3 separate regions of the Mus musculus genome follow, and all the other regions are linked to region 1. Evidence: chromatin contacts called from public Hi-C and HiChIP or PLAC-seq data. All regions are on one chromosome and are shown on one strand. Each heading gives the region's core, a stretch centred on a gene start, on an enhancer-like site or on the middle of the called end of the contact. The rest is flanking DNA. Distances are from core to core; before and after follow the strand shown.

Region 1 (4,072 bases), core at 1,140-3,639:
CTGATCTGAAGGCCACCAAAAGGGGACTCTGCTCCAAGACCACTCTCCTGTGCCTTAGCCCGAGGTAACAGGACAGGTGTACTGATGTGTGGTGTCCCCTGCAGCCTCTCAGGAGATGGTTTGCGCTCTGTCACAGCTAATCTTGCCGGTCAACTTTATGAATTTGGAACCACCTAGGAGACCCCGGTTCTGGGTGGGTCTGTGGAGGATTTTTGAGATTAGGTGGATTGGCGTAGGAAGACCCACCCTAACTGTGGGCGGCACCATTCCCTAGGCTGGGGGCCTGGACTGAATAACAAGGAGAAGCAGCCAAGCACCAGCGGTCCTCCCTCCCTCTCGCTCGCTCACATGTGCGTTCTCTCTCTCTCTCTCTCTCTCTCTCTCTCTCTCTCTCTCTCTCTCTCTCTCTGCTTCCTGACTGTGGGTGCAGTGTGACCAGCTGCCTCACGCTCCTACTTCCATCCTTTCCCCTCTGGGATAAGCTGTACCCTCAAACTGTGAGCCAAAAATCAATCTTTTCCCTCTGAAATAGCTTCTGTTAGGTGTTTGGTCACAGTGACAGAAAAGGTAGATGCCATCCTCTCCTTCCATTTTGTGGGTTTCCTAGTGCTAATTCACGACCAGGTCCTAAGTAGCCCCCAAGGGCTTAAATCCACCCTGACCCCACGAGATCCCCATGGTCAGCACTACCTGCCCCACTATGCACGAACCACCCCTGCACAGTGATGCCAGCTGCATACCCCACGGCCTGCTAGTACTAAGCCACAGCAGTGGAGGGGGCAGAGATTGATTGAGAAAGTAAATGCTAAACACCAAGCCTTGAATGGTAAACAAGCCAGGGGCAGTACAGGACAGGACCAGATGCCAGGACAGAGCCAGAGCTTGGCTGCTCTGTGAGGAAGGCAGGGGGAGGGGAAGGGCAGGTTTGGAGCCCACAGCTCAGGGAGGACTGGGGAGAGACCTTGAGAATATGGCTCTTCACCCTGTACCAGCCCAGCCGCTACAGCTGGAAGGCCGCCTGTCTCCACACAGCTGCAGCAAGAATGATTCTCGGGGGGGCCCATGCTCTCCCTTTAGGCTGCAAGCTCTGTCATGGGGCCAGCAATCTGTCAGCTTCCCGGAGAAAGGTCTTGCATGTGTCAGGGGCAGGTTCTGTCCTCCATGGGGACACCTTGGTCCATGGGGTAGCTTTCCCCTGGCAACTATGTCCACCTTTCTTAGGTGAAGACATCTTTCAGTGACTGTAAGGTCACTTGTAGCAGTGAGTATCAGCCTTGTGACCCAAAAGAGACACTTGCCAAGGATCAAAGCCATTTTTCTTATCAGAAAGCGGGGGTGGGGGGGTGGGGGGGATGTGGAGAGACCCTTTAAAGGTCACCCACAGCCCTGACCATTCTCCACACAGGGCCTATGAGCTCTACAGTCTCAATCCATACACAGGTGGCCATTCCAGACAGTTTTTGTATAACAATGGGCTTTCCCACCTGGGCACAATCAAGGGGAAGCCTTTGCCCGACCAGATCCAAGTCTCCTGAACCCACCAGTGAGCTTCCTTGAACATTCCAGTCTCCGCAACAGTCTATCCTCAACACTCTACTGCCCCTAATAGCTAAACACGTCCTTCCTCCTCCCCCCAACCAGGTGATCCATTTCGGGAGGGGGCCCTCTCCCCAACAGTGAAGTCCCATCACCAAGTCACTAACCCATGGTCTTAAAAGGAGTTTAGCTTGCCGTGCTTTAATAAGCTTGGGTGAATCGTTTAACATCGCCACCTGGTTCTGCTTTCCAGAAACCAAAGACAAACACAGATGGACCCTGGAGAATAAAAAGGGCTCCTTGTGTCACGAAGAATGTGGCGAGCCAGCTCTTTGCAGCCCCAAGCTCCTGGTGGCAGGCTGGAGTGTGCCTCGGACAATTTCCCATGGGGCCTCCAAGAGATCGTGACACACTGTCTGGTTCCTGGGGTCAACACCCCATCAGAACAGCCACACCAAGCCCATGTCCAAGTCCTGGAGCCTACTGGGTCTGCAGCTGGCAGCCCTCCATCTGTCCCAGCCCCCCTCAGGAGTGCAGGCCAGGGCACCTTCCTCGCCTCCCCCTAAATTGGTTTTGAGCTTGCCTCTGAAGGAACTCTATTGGGTTCGTCTCGGAAAACAAGGCAGGCCCACGGATCCCTTCAGAGCCCAGCTTCACCCCATCCCAGGCACTCTCTGCTTCTCTGACAGTAGCCTGAGACAGTAGCTTCCTTGGGGGCTGCTCAGGCCACCCCGAAGGTCTTCCTTCCTTCCTTGAGCTATGCCCAGCCTCGCCCGGGCTCCCTCCCTCCGGCTCACCAGCCTTGGTCTACAGGGACCGAGCTCCTTCCGGTACGTCCTGGGCAGCAAGGTTGCCCGGGTCGCCCAGCCCTTTCCCTAGCAACGGCGCTGACGGACGGTCATGAGCACCAATTGGAAAAGGGCTACTGAGAGGTGGAGCCCGAGTCAGATCTTAACCAATGGGATTGTAGTTCACGGGGAGTGGGCGGAGCCTGGGATCGAAGAACTGAGCCTGTAACAGCGGAACACTTGGGGATGGTTGACAGTTGCTCAGGTTCTGCAAAGGCTGAAGGAGAACTTGGGCTTTAGGAGGTGCTAGGAAGCTGCTGAAGGGCTGGAAGCGGATCAGGGGGTTTAAATGCAGGGAGCGGATAGAAGGGAGCAATGTGGGAGGCTGGGAACAGGGGCACTGTGAACAGAAGGCCTGAGCTGGGACTCGCCCCCCAGAACTAGGGTGGAAAATCTGACCTCCTTACCTCCTGAAGTCCATTGCGTTAGCCAATAGAGCACTTGACACACAGAAGCAGATGCCGGCCGGTCTTGTCCCCAGGAGTGGGATAGCTTGCTATCAGCCCTACCGGGCCTTTTCTGGTGTCGGAGACAGACACAACAGAGGTAGGTCCCAGAATTCTCAGCAGAGACGAACCCACTGTCGCTGCCTGCAAACCCCACCGTCCGAGTGGCACAGAGGAACTCCTCCCAACCCCCCAAAGTAACAGAAGCTGCTGTCTGAAATTGTAGCTGGAAAAATGACACCAGAGGCCGGAGAGGTGGCAGAGTCCTTAAGAACACTTGCTGCTCTAACAGAGGACACAGGTGAACCCACACTTCAGCTCAGGCCTGCTTGTAACTCCAGTTCCAGGGGATCCGACGCCCTCTTCTGGCCTCCAGAGACATTGCACACACGGTGCACATAAAGCAAAACACCACACATTATTATTAGTATTATTAGTATTATTATTTAATTATTGTGACACCAGCCCGGCTGAGTGTAGTGGCATACACCTGTAATCTCAGCACTTCAAGAGGCTTAGACAGGGGCATTGCTGCAAGTTTGTGGCCAGCCTGGTCTACACAGTGAGTTCCAGGCCAGCCTGGGATACAGAGAGTGGAAGTTTTGAAAAGGCGAGTAGAAGAGAGACAGCAAAAGAAAACGGGCAGCTAGCTCCCCCTAGTGGATTGAAGTCACATGTCCACCAGAAGCCATCTGCCTTTCGCTCAGCCAAGCTCCACCTAGCGTTTGTTCCCAACATTCCACGGCCATCTTAACACCAAGACACCTTGAATTGACTTGATCCCCCACCACCACCCTCCTATGAGCCCCTAGGAAAACGACCAGTCAGTGGGCAGAGCCTCGAGCTGAAGTTGGGCTACAAGGGCCATCATGGAGGAGTGAGGCTGAGGCAGCCAGGACAGCCTTTGAGTCCTCCAGGGCATCATGGGTCACCAGTCTGTGACATATGAAAATGTGTCAGGCTCCTTTCCTCCCCTTAGTGCCTACTCCTTCATTCAGTTCCCACCTGGCATGTATAAACTAAGGGGAGAGGGTAGGACGGAGGTGTGGCTGTGGATATATGCTGCAGGTTGGGCGAGTGACATGGAGAGGAGCTGAGGTTCAGGGGCTTCTAGCAAGAAACCAGTTAGGTTATAAAGATCCAATTGGATGTCTAGGGTTGAGAGTTCATCCAAGCATGCTACTTTCCCTGTCACGGCTCAACCACCTTTCCAGGCCTTTCATAATGGGAAGCCAGGGCCCT
Region 2 (4,072 bases), core at 537-3,036, 810 kb after region 1:
CTCACCCCTGCGCCACACACGGCACATGTGCAGACACACGGACACAATAATGACTTTTAAGACTGGGAAACGGGGCTGGAGAGATGGCTCAGCCGTTAAGAGTAATTGTATCTCTGTCAGAGGGCCTGGATTTGGGTCCCAGCACTCATGTGGCAGCAACTACCTACCTGTAACCCCAGTTCCAGGGGATCCAGAGAGCCTCTTCTGGCCTTTGAAGGCACTGTGCGCCAAGTGGCGTACATGCATACATACATACAACACCCTTACGTACAAAAATAAAAAAAAATATTTCAAAATGGGCAGTAACCTAAATACCCATTCACAGGATGGGTAAGTAGATGCAGAATACTCATGCAAGAGAAAACCTAGGATAACAAGGTGATGGCCACGTGACCACAGGCCAACTGCAAACCACACATTTCCAGAAGACAGAGCCGCATGGCACACGACAGCATTCTGTTGACCTCAGATCCCAGGACAGAGAGGCCTCCTGCACTCCTGACTGCTCCTCTCCATGTAGCAAAGGCAATAGAAGTCTGTTCCCCTGCTCCCCAACCCTGGCCAGCAGACACTGGGAAATGGACTCAGGCTTTGGGGGACAGGGGTGCTAAAGATGCCCCTCAAGGCACAGAAACTGGGGTCCCAGTTTCAAGACTATCAGAGTCACCAGACAGTGGTGGCGCACGCCTTTAATCCCAGCACTTGGGAGGCAGAGGCAGGCGGATTTCTGAGTTCGAGGCCAGCCTGGTCTACAGAGTGAGTTCCAGGACAGCCAGGGCTACACAGAGAAACAAAAAAAGACAAACAAAAACAAAACTTGTTTAAGGTTGCATCTCTGTTCCCCAATCCCTACCTGTACTGGCTAGTTTTGTGTCAACTTGACACAGCTGGAGTTATCACAGAGAAAGGAGCCTCCCTTGAGGACATGCCTCCATGAGATCCAGCTGTAAGGCATTTTCTCAATTAGTGATCAAGGGGGAAAGGCCCCTTGTGGGTGGTGCCATCTCTGGGCTGATAATCCTGGGTTCTATAAGAGAGCAGGCTGAGCAAACCAGGGGAGGCAAGCCAGTCAAGAACATCCCTCCATGGCCTCTGCATCAGCTCCTGCTTCCTGACCTGCTTGAGTTCCAGTCCTGACTTCCTTGGTGATGGAAGTGTAAGCCAAATAAACCGTTTCCTCCCCAACTTGCTTGTTGGTCATGATGTTTGTGCAGGAATAGAAACCCTGACTAGGACACCACCCCACCCCCAGACAGGGTTTCACTGTGTAGTCCTGGCTGTTTGTCCTGCACCTCCCTCTGTGGACCAAGCTGGCTTCAAACTCAGAGATCTTCCTGCCTCTACCGCCTCTAAAGAGTGCTGGGACTACAGGCGTGCGCCATCACTACAGCCCCCTCCCCGTACAAGCCCGCCCACCCGGGCCCGGGAATGCTCACCCACATCCATCCATTCCGGAGGTAACAGGCGGCACTTCTGTCTCTGTTTCAGGTTAATGGCCAGCCACAGGGGCACGTCCACGGGTAAGCCGGGGTTGAAGGGCCCCAGGTCCCCCTGCAAGGACAACGCAGACCCCAGGTGGAAAGGAGCGGTGACCCGAGCATGATCCCAGGCCGCCGCCCCGTACCGCCCTGGCTCACCCCGATCAGGTAGATCTTGTCCAGACTGAAGTTCGGGATGATAGTCACCAACTCCTTTTCGGCCAAAAACTCCACCTCGGCCGCATCCATGTTGAAGAGTAGGCGGCCCAGGCCCGTTACCGCCCCTCCGCGACTCAGAGGCAGCGCCTCAGGCACTTCTTTCCCGCCACCGCGCGGGGCCCGCCCCTCGAACGGAAGACGTCCTGCGGCGGCCCTATAGAGACGTTGCTCTCTTCGCAGCCTCCAAGTCACAGCTAGTACAAACTCGCGGATTGGTCTGTAGGCGGAGCTGTACGCCGGCCCCGCCCCTCTAAGGCCTACCGATGCCCTTTCCAGTACTTGGGCTCCACGCTTCCTGAATCCTGATCCAGCGAGTTACAGCCCTGACGGCCCCGCCCTACTACGTCACTACCCTCTCTAGGCCCCGCCTCTGGCCCGTCCGCTTTTTTTCATTGGTCTCCGGGTCTGCCTCGACTCCGCCTCTTGCCCGCCTACCACGCTCACGGCCCCGCACCTACCTCGTTTGGGTCGGGTCTGTACAGCCCCGCCTCTTGCTCCCGCCCCTCCTTCGTTCGGCCTCGCCCCTCCTGCGCCCGCCCCCTTCTGTCCACGAGCTGGAGGCTGTGTACTTATGGCTTCTTGCTCCTTTGCGTCCTGCAGCAGGCTGAGTCCCTCGCCTGATTCCACTCTTTGAGGGTAAAGGTTTGGAGCCGAGTTTTCACCTGCGCGAAACACAGATCCAGGAATAAACGCATTCATCTCAAAGTCAGCTCCGGGTCCCCGGACATGGCTGGCTGGTCCACACAGACGCCATATCGAAGGAAGTGTTTTCCCTTTAATTTTAGTCTTTGCCCTTTCTACAGATGGTTTAAAAGCAATGAAAATGCGCCTCCCCTATCTGCTCCATGCAGATCCTTCGAGACAGAGCCCAGAATCAGAACTTTGGCAAACCAAACCTCAGGTGAGACTACAGGGACAAGTTTGCACACGTATTATCATTCTTTTATTATTGTTGTTATTGCAATTGTGAAGATGGAACCCCGGTCCTCAAAAATGATAAGCACAGCCTCTTCCACTGAGCTATACCCTGGAGCCTGATGCCCTCAAGCCTTCTGTACAGAGTGCCTTGGTAAGCCAACAGCCCTAGAGTCCTTGCATTAATATGGCCCCACAGGGGCATTTTGAATCAGGAGTCTTGTGAGGACAGCTGAACTATTAATAGGCATTATAATCAGGGTGACTCTGGCAGGGTGCCAGCAGACCAGGGTAGCTCCTGGGGAGGAATAGGTCACCTACAACTGGTAAGGACAAGAGGGGCTGGATCTGAGTGTGAAACCCTCACCACTGGGCGCTGAGGTGAGGTGTAATCTTAGTATTCCATAGGTGGAAGCAAGAAGGATCACCAGCTAGGGACAGCCTGAGTCACTCAGCATTTCCTATCTCAAAAATAAAGATATGCAAGGATAGGGGCGTACTCTAATAGAGGGGTTACCCCCTGTCTTAGTCAGGGTTTCTATTCCTGCACAAACATCATGGCCAAGAAGCAAGTTGGGGAGGAAAGGGTTTATTCGGCTTACACTTCCATGCTGCTGTTCATCACCAAGGAAGTCAGGACTGGAACTCAAGCAGGTCAGGAAGCAGGAGCTGATGCAGAGGCCATGAAGGGATGTTCCTTACTGGCTTGCCTCCCCTGGCTTGCTCAGCCTGCTCTCTTATAGAACCCAAGATTACCAGCCCAGAGATGGTCCCACCCACAAGGGGCCTTTCCCCCTTGATTACTAATTGAGAAAATGCCTTACAGTTGGATCTCATGGAGGCATTTCCTCAAGTGAAGCTCCTTTCTCTGTGATAACTCCAATTGTGTCAAGTTGACACAAAACTAGCCAGTACACCCCCCCCCCCCATGTACACAGCCCTGCTATAGTGGTTTAAATGAGAATGGCCCCCACAGGTTCTTAGATTTGAATGCTTGGTCCCCAGTTGGTGGAACTGTTTGGGAAGGATTAGGAGGTGTGGCCTTGTTGGAGGAGGCATGTCATTGGGGGGTGGGCTCTGAGGTTTCTTTTTTTTTTTTTTTTTTAAATATATTTATTTATTATTATATGTAAGTACATTGTAGCTGTCTTCAGACACACCAGAAGAGGGAGTCAGATCTTGTTACAGATGGTTGTGAGCCACCATGTGGTTGCTGGGACTTGAACTCTGGACCTTCGGAAGAGCAGTCGGGTGCTCTTACCCACTAAGCCATCTCACCAGCCCGCTCTGAGGTTTCAAAAGCCCATACTGGGGGCTGGAGAGATGGCTCAGTGGTTAAGAGTACTGACTGCTCTTCCAGAGGTCCTGAGTTCAAATCCCAGCAACCACATGGTGGCTCACAACCATCTGTATTGGGATCTGATGTCCTCTTCTGGTGTGTTTGAAAACAGCTGCAGTGT
Region 3 (4,072 bases), core at 605-3,104, 760 kb after region 1:
ACGCTGCCCCGGGCGACGCGAACTAACGCGTGGACCAAAGGCCGCGCAGCGCGTGTGTGGGGCCAGGGACCCGGTGGCCGCAGGTAGGAGCAGCAACTCCGCCCTCCCTCGCCCGCCCGTTTCCCTTGTCGTTTGTGGTCGGCCAGGGGCTTGTGCAAGACTGGCCCGGCGTGCGCCCCCGCCCCGCGGCATCGGCGGCTTCTGCTGGCGCGGGCCCCGAGCGCTGCCCGCCGCCGGCGTCATCGGGAACAGATGGACGGGGGGTGCTGGCGCCCGCGCTCGCTCCCGGCGCTGTCCCGGCTGGCGCGGGAGGGAGGAAGGCGGGGGAGGCAGCGCGCGCCTGCGGAGCACTGCGCGGGCATGTCCCGGGGCAGGTTTGGGGCTGGCACCGCGGTGGAAAGTTGAGACCCGCAGCGGCGCTGAGGTTCCCCCCCCAACCCCCCCGGTGCGGTGGCCTCCGGGCTTGAAAGTCTGAAAGTGGAGGATCATTAAGAGAGCTGTGTAGAAAGGCCGGGCGGGGGAGACCCCGGGACCTCGCGACGACCTTGCCACCTCGATGGCTGCTCTCTGCGCGCTGGGTCCGGCCGAGGGTCCCCGGCTGCCTGGCTCGCGCTGTAACCTCGCGCTTCCCGGGTGGCGGGAAGGGGGTGTTTCTAGGGATCGGTCGCGTTGTGGGCGGGGACGCTGGGGCCCACAGTCCCTCTCCGCGCCGCCTGTGGGTGCCGAGGAATTTCAGGACGCTCCCTGAGTCATCCCCGTGAAGTGCCTGGGTGAGGTAGGGTGGGTGGGGGTGCCAAGAGTGGGAAGGCGGTGCGCTGGGGCCGGTGGCGCGGTGGGTTGTGCCAGTTTCTGGAGGCGGCGGCCTCGCCTCTGACCGCAACCCCAGCTACTTAATGATGCCCCTGGCGCAGCGGCGCCTCCGTGGACTTCTCGAACATGGGCTCTTTAAAGAACTAGAGCCCCCGCCGTTTGGCCTTCTCAAAAATTCCTTAAAGCGAGATGGAGACTTTGCAAAACTTTGGGACAGAGGCTCGTGGCCCGAGCTCTTAACATTAAGTCCTTTAAAGTTGTGGTAATAGATCAGGCATCTTGGAGATCGAGAGAGGCCAACGGCCTATATTGTGTGGTCCCCTCCACTCAGCACAAGGAAAGGCCTATCCCTCCCCTCTCTTAGTGGGTGGCCAGGTGCCAGGCACTGTTCCAGGCGCTTGGGGAGGCGGCTATGAGGCTCGGATATGGCAGGCGTGTTGTAAGCCACTCCTCCCTACTCTTGGAGATGAGTGGCCCGCGAGGCCTCTGAGAGATCCCCCTGGACTGTCCGGACAGCCAGGGTCGCCAGGAGCGCGGGGGGCGGCACCTACCCGGCGGGTTGTGACCGCGCTGGGTGCTCCGGGCGGTCTGTCGGTGCGCGCGCGTGCGCTTGCGGCTGAAACCCGACACCTCCCGCCGGCTGAGGTCAGGGCGCCGGGAGCGAGCCGGGGCCGGGGAGTGGGCGGCGTTGCGCTTGGGTGTGTCCTCAGCGGCGACAGCAGCAGGTGTTTCTTGGCCCAGGCCCCGGAAGCTCCACCTCCCCGAGCGGCGGAGCCGCCGCCGCACAGCCCCGGGTGAGATAAGCAGTTCAGACAAACCCGGGCGACGGTGGCTCCGGCATGTGTCAGGAGCGGTGGAGCAGCGGGGCCCTGGCATGAAAGGTGAGCGCGCGGGTGGGGGATGGTGGCGGGGGTTCCCTCGTTCTTCCTCTCCCCAAGTTTGTGGGCTCGGGAGGGGCGCCAACGGCCGGTGCCAGGTCCCGCGGGTGTGAGGGACGAGAAGCGCGGGGCGCGCGGCCGACCTGAAGCCACACTCGCGGCTGCGCGCGCGCGCGCTGGGCTCAGCCGGCTCTGCTGCCGCGGAAGTGCGCGGGGAAGTGCGCGGGGGCGGCTCCGGGGCTCGGGGTTGTAGCAAAACTTTGGATGGGGCGGGGGCGCCCAGGCAGGTGGTTGGATGGGGGGGGGGGTGCTTTACCTGGGGTGGCAGTCCAAGGGGCCTCCGAACCCCCCGCCCAGCCCTTCCCGCTCCGCCTGGATGCGCCTCCCCGCCCCCCGCGGCCGCGCTGACGGCGAGTGGCCCGCCCGAGTGGAGCCGATTCAATTATATTGCAGCACCAGAGACACCTCGTCGCCCGCCGCCTCTCCGGCAGGCTAATTAAATTCCCTTCTTGGAGGCGGAGCGGGAGCTGGGCTGCCCTCCCCGCTGCCCGCCTCTCCGAGCGCCGGGAGGTGGCGGGGGCCGAATAGGACTGCGAGGAGCAGGCTTGGGGCCGCAGGTCTGGGCATCGGAGCCGGGAGCGAGCAAGGGGCGCCCCCGCGCACCTGCCACCCGTGGTGGGGGTGCCAGCTCGAGTTGGGTCGGTTTGGTGCAAACCAGCCTTTGTCTTCCATGCATTTAAAGCACTCTAAACCCTTACTAGACCCCTGCGGTGCCTTATCTGTCGCGGTTGGGGCCCACACAGGTTGGGGTTTGAAAACAAGCGAGACCACCAAATGGAAGGGGGGAAAAAAACAAACCAAAATACAAGATCCTTTTGTAAAGAGGACCGGAACAAAAGGCGCAGCCTCGCTCTAGGAGGGAGCATCGGGCCTAAGCCGATTCCCAGCACTGGGGGACAAAGAGGCAGGAGGTCTTGGCTGGCCGCTTGGCAGTGTCTCAGTCTGAGACTGGTTTACCCCCTCTTCCCGAGGAAGACAAGGCCCCCCTGGCGAGCAGCCTTCCCTGGGCGTCCGTGTTACTTAAGCTTGGCTACTTAAGTGTTGCTTAGCCTGTGTTTACAGCCGCCCCCACCCGCAGGCGGGGAACCTGAGGCGCAGGCTGTGTCTGACTCAGCCACTCAGTCGCCCCGCCACAGGTGAGGGGGGCCGGGGCACAGGCTCCGACTGGCAGCGTGTGTCATCTGCTATGCTGGGTGTCACGCCCCACCGGGTGGACCGGAACAGGGTTGCTGGCAGCCTCCCTCGATGGGGCTCGCTGTGCCGAAGCCGCTTGCTCAACACTTCTCACAGCCACCGGGTCACGCCTGACCACCTCCTGGGGTGTGTGTGTGTGTGTGTGTGTGTGTGTGTGTGTGTGTGTGTGCGCCTTGATGGCTTGGTACAAGGTTGGCTTTTGTCGCCTGGTTTGGCAGCTGGAGCGGAGGAGGCTTGGGGGGAGGGGGCGCTGGTGAGCAGCCAGCCAGAGACCCGGGGTCAGCCACGCCTTCGGAAAGGAGGTGGGAGGCCTGTCCTGGCTTTGGGCTCTGTTGTGCCTGCCTTAGGGCAGGTTCCGAACCGGGAAGGCAGAGAGGCCAGATCAGGCCCTGACCTGTTGGGGGCAGCTAGTAGGATTCTGACCAGTTACGGTTGAAAAGGGGGTGTATATAGTTAGTTAACATTTTAAAATTACTAGGAATCAGGCCTTGTCAGGCCCCCATTAAGCTAACCTTGGGGCTGGCCTGGGGCGATTCTGATGCCTCCAGGTAGGTTTTTAATGGGGTGGGGGTGGTGGGAAGCTTCCAAAACAGCCTGACCCTTTGGAAGCCTCTGGTTGCTCTTGGCTAAGCTGTCCCTCTGGCAGGCAGGCAGGCGGCCTCTGGCTGTGAGTAACTTAACTTCCCTGTCTCTGGAGGAAGTTGGAAGCTGCAGATCTCAAAGGGCTGTGCGGTTTGCAGAAAGGCAGCCACCTCAGGGCCCTGCGCCTCTAGCCAGAGGAAGGGGGAGGAGAGGTCTGCACCACTTTGTGGTGGACCCTGGGCCTGCACCTTCCCAGCCAGGCCCTCGCCCAAGCCCGCCAGAGTCCTTCCCCAGCTGGCCTTGACCCTTCAGGCAGGTGTGGTCCATTTCCCCGGCTATGAAGGAGGTCTAGCCTCAGCTCCCTGCTGCTGGTCTCCTCCTCTTCCTAGAGACGCAATGAGTAATAGCCAGCTGCCGCTTTTTCCCCCCTTGCCCCCAGGAACCCGCAGGGGCTTGTGGAGTGAGCCAGCAGGGCCGGTTTTTCCTGGCTCCATCTGCAGCCTTGGAATGCCCAGCCTGGGTTACTCCAAAGCCTGGTGGGGTTGGAT

Evidence for each region. A called contact is a pair of places that touch in the nucleus more often than the background predicts. HiChIP or PLAC-seq counts read pairs in DNA pulled down with a chosen protein or histone mark.
Region 2: a contact with region 1 is called in a Hi-C map of CD8 T cells, with 4 times the contacts expected there. The contact joins the promoter of Gins2 here to the promoter of Meak7 in region 1. A contact is called at or near these places in 1 of 39 promoter capture datasets (liver) and 1 of 484 Hi-C or Micro-C datasets (CD8 T cells).
Region 3: a contact with region 1 is called in an HNF4G HiChIP or PLAC-seq map of pancreatic cancer cells. The contact joins the promoter of 1700016A09Rik here to the promoter of Meak7 in region 1. A contact is called at or near these places in 2 of 115 datasets of contacts at active chromatin or transcription factors (memory CD8 T cells and pancreatic cancer cells).

What each region holds. Positions count from the first base shown.
Region 1 is chr8:119,776,027-119,780,098 of GRCm38.p6, forward strand. Meak7 (MTOR associated protein, eak-7 homolog) reads right to left here and starts at 2,390. Exons shown (of 8, transcript NM_028883.2): 1 at 2,334-2,390.
Region 2 is chr8:120,587,289-120,591,360 of GRCm38.p6, forward strand. It overlaps Gins2 (GINS complex subunit 2 (Psf2 homolog)), which reads right to left and starts at 1,787. Exons shown (of 5, transcript NM_178856.1): 1 at 1,638-1,787; 2 at 1,437-1,551. The coding sequence starts at 1,727. It overlaps Gm10614 (a long non-coding RNA gene), which reads left to right and starts at 1,889. Exons shown (of 4, transcript XR_003947476.1): 1 at 1,889-2,766.
Region 3 is chr8:120,535,872-120,539,943 of GRCm38.p6, forward strand. It overlaps 1700016A09Rik (RIKEN cDNA 1700016A09 gene), which reads right to left and starts at 1,855. Exons shown (of 1, transcript NR_151732.1): 1 at 1,021-1,855. It overlaps Gse1 (genetic suppressor element 1, coiled-coil protein), which reads left to right and starts at 1,538. Exons shown (of 16, transcript NM_001145896.1): 1 at 1,538-1,691. The coding sequence starts at 1,685. It overlaps Mir7687 (microRNA 7687), which reads left to right and starts at 2,825; the gene lies at 2,825-2,883.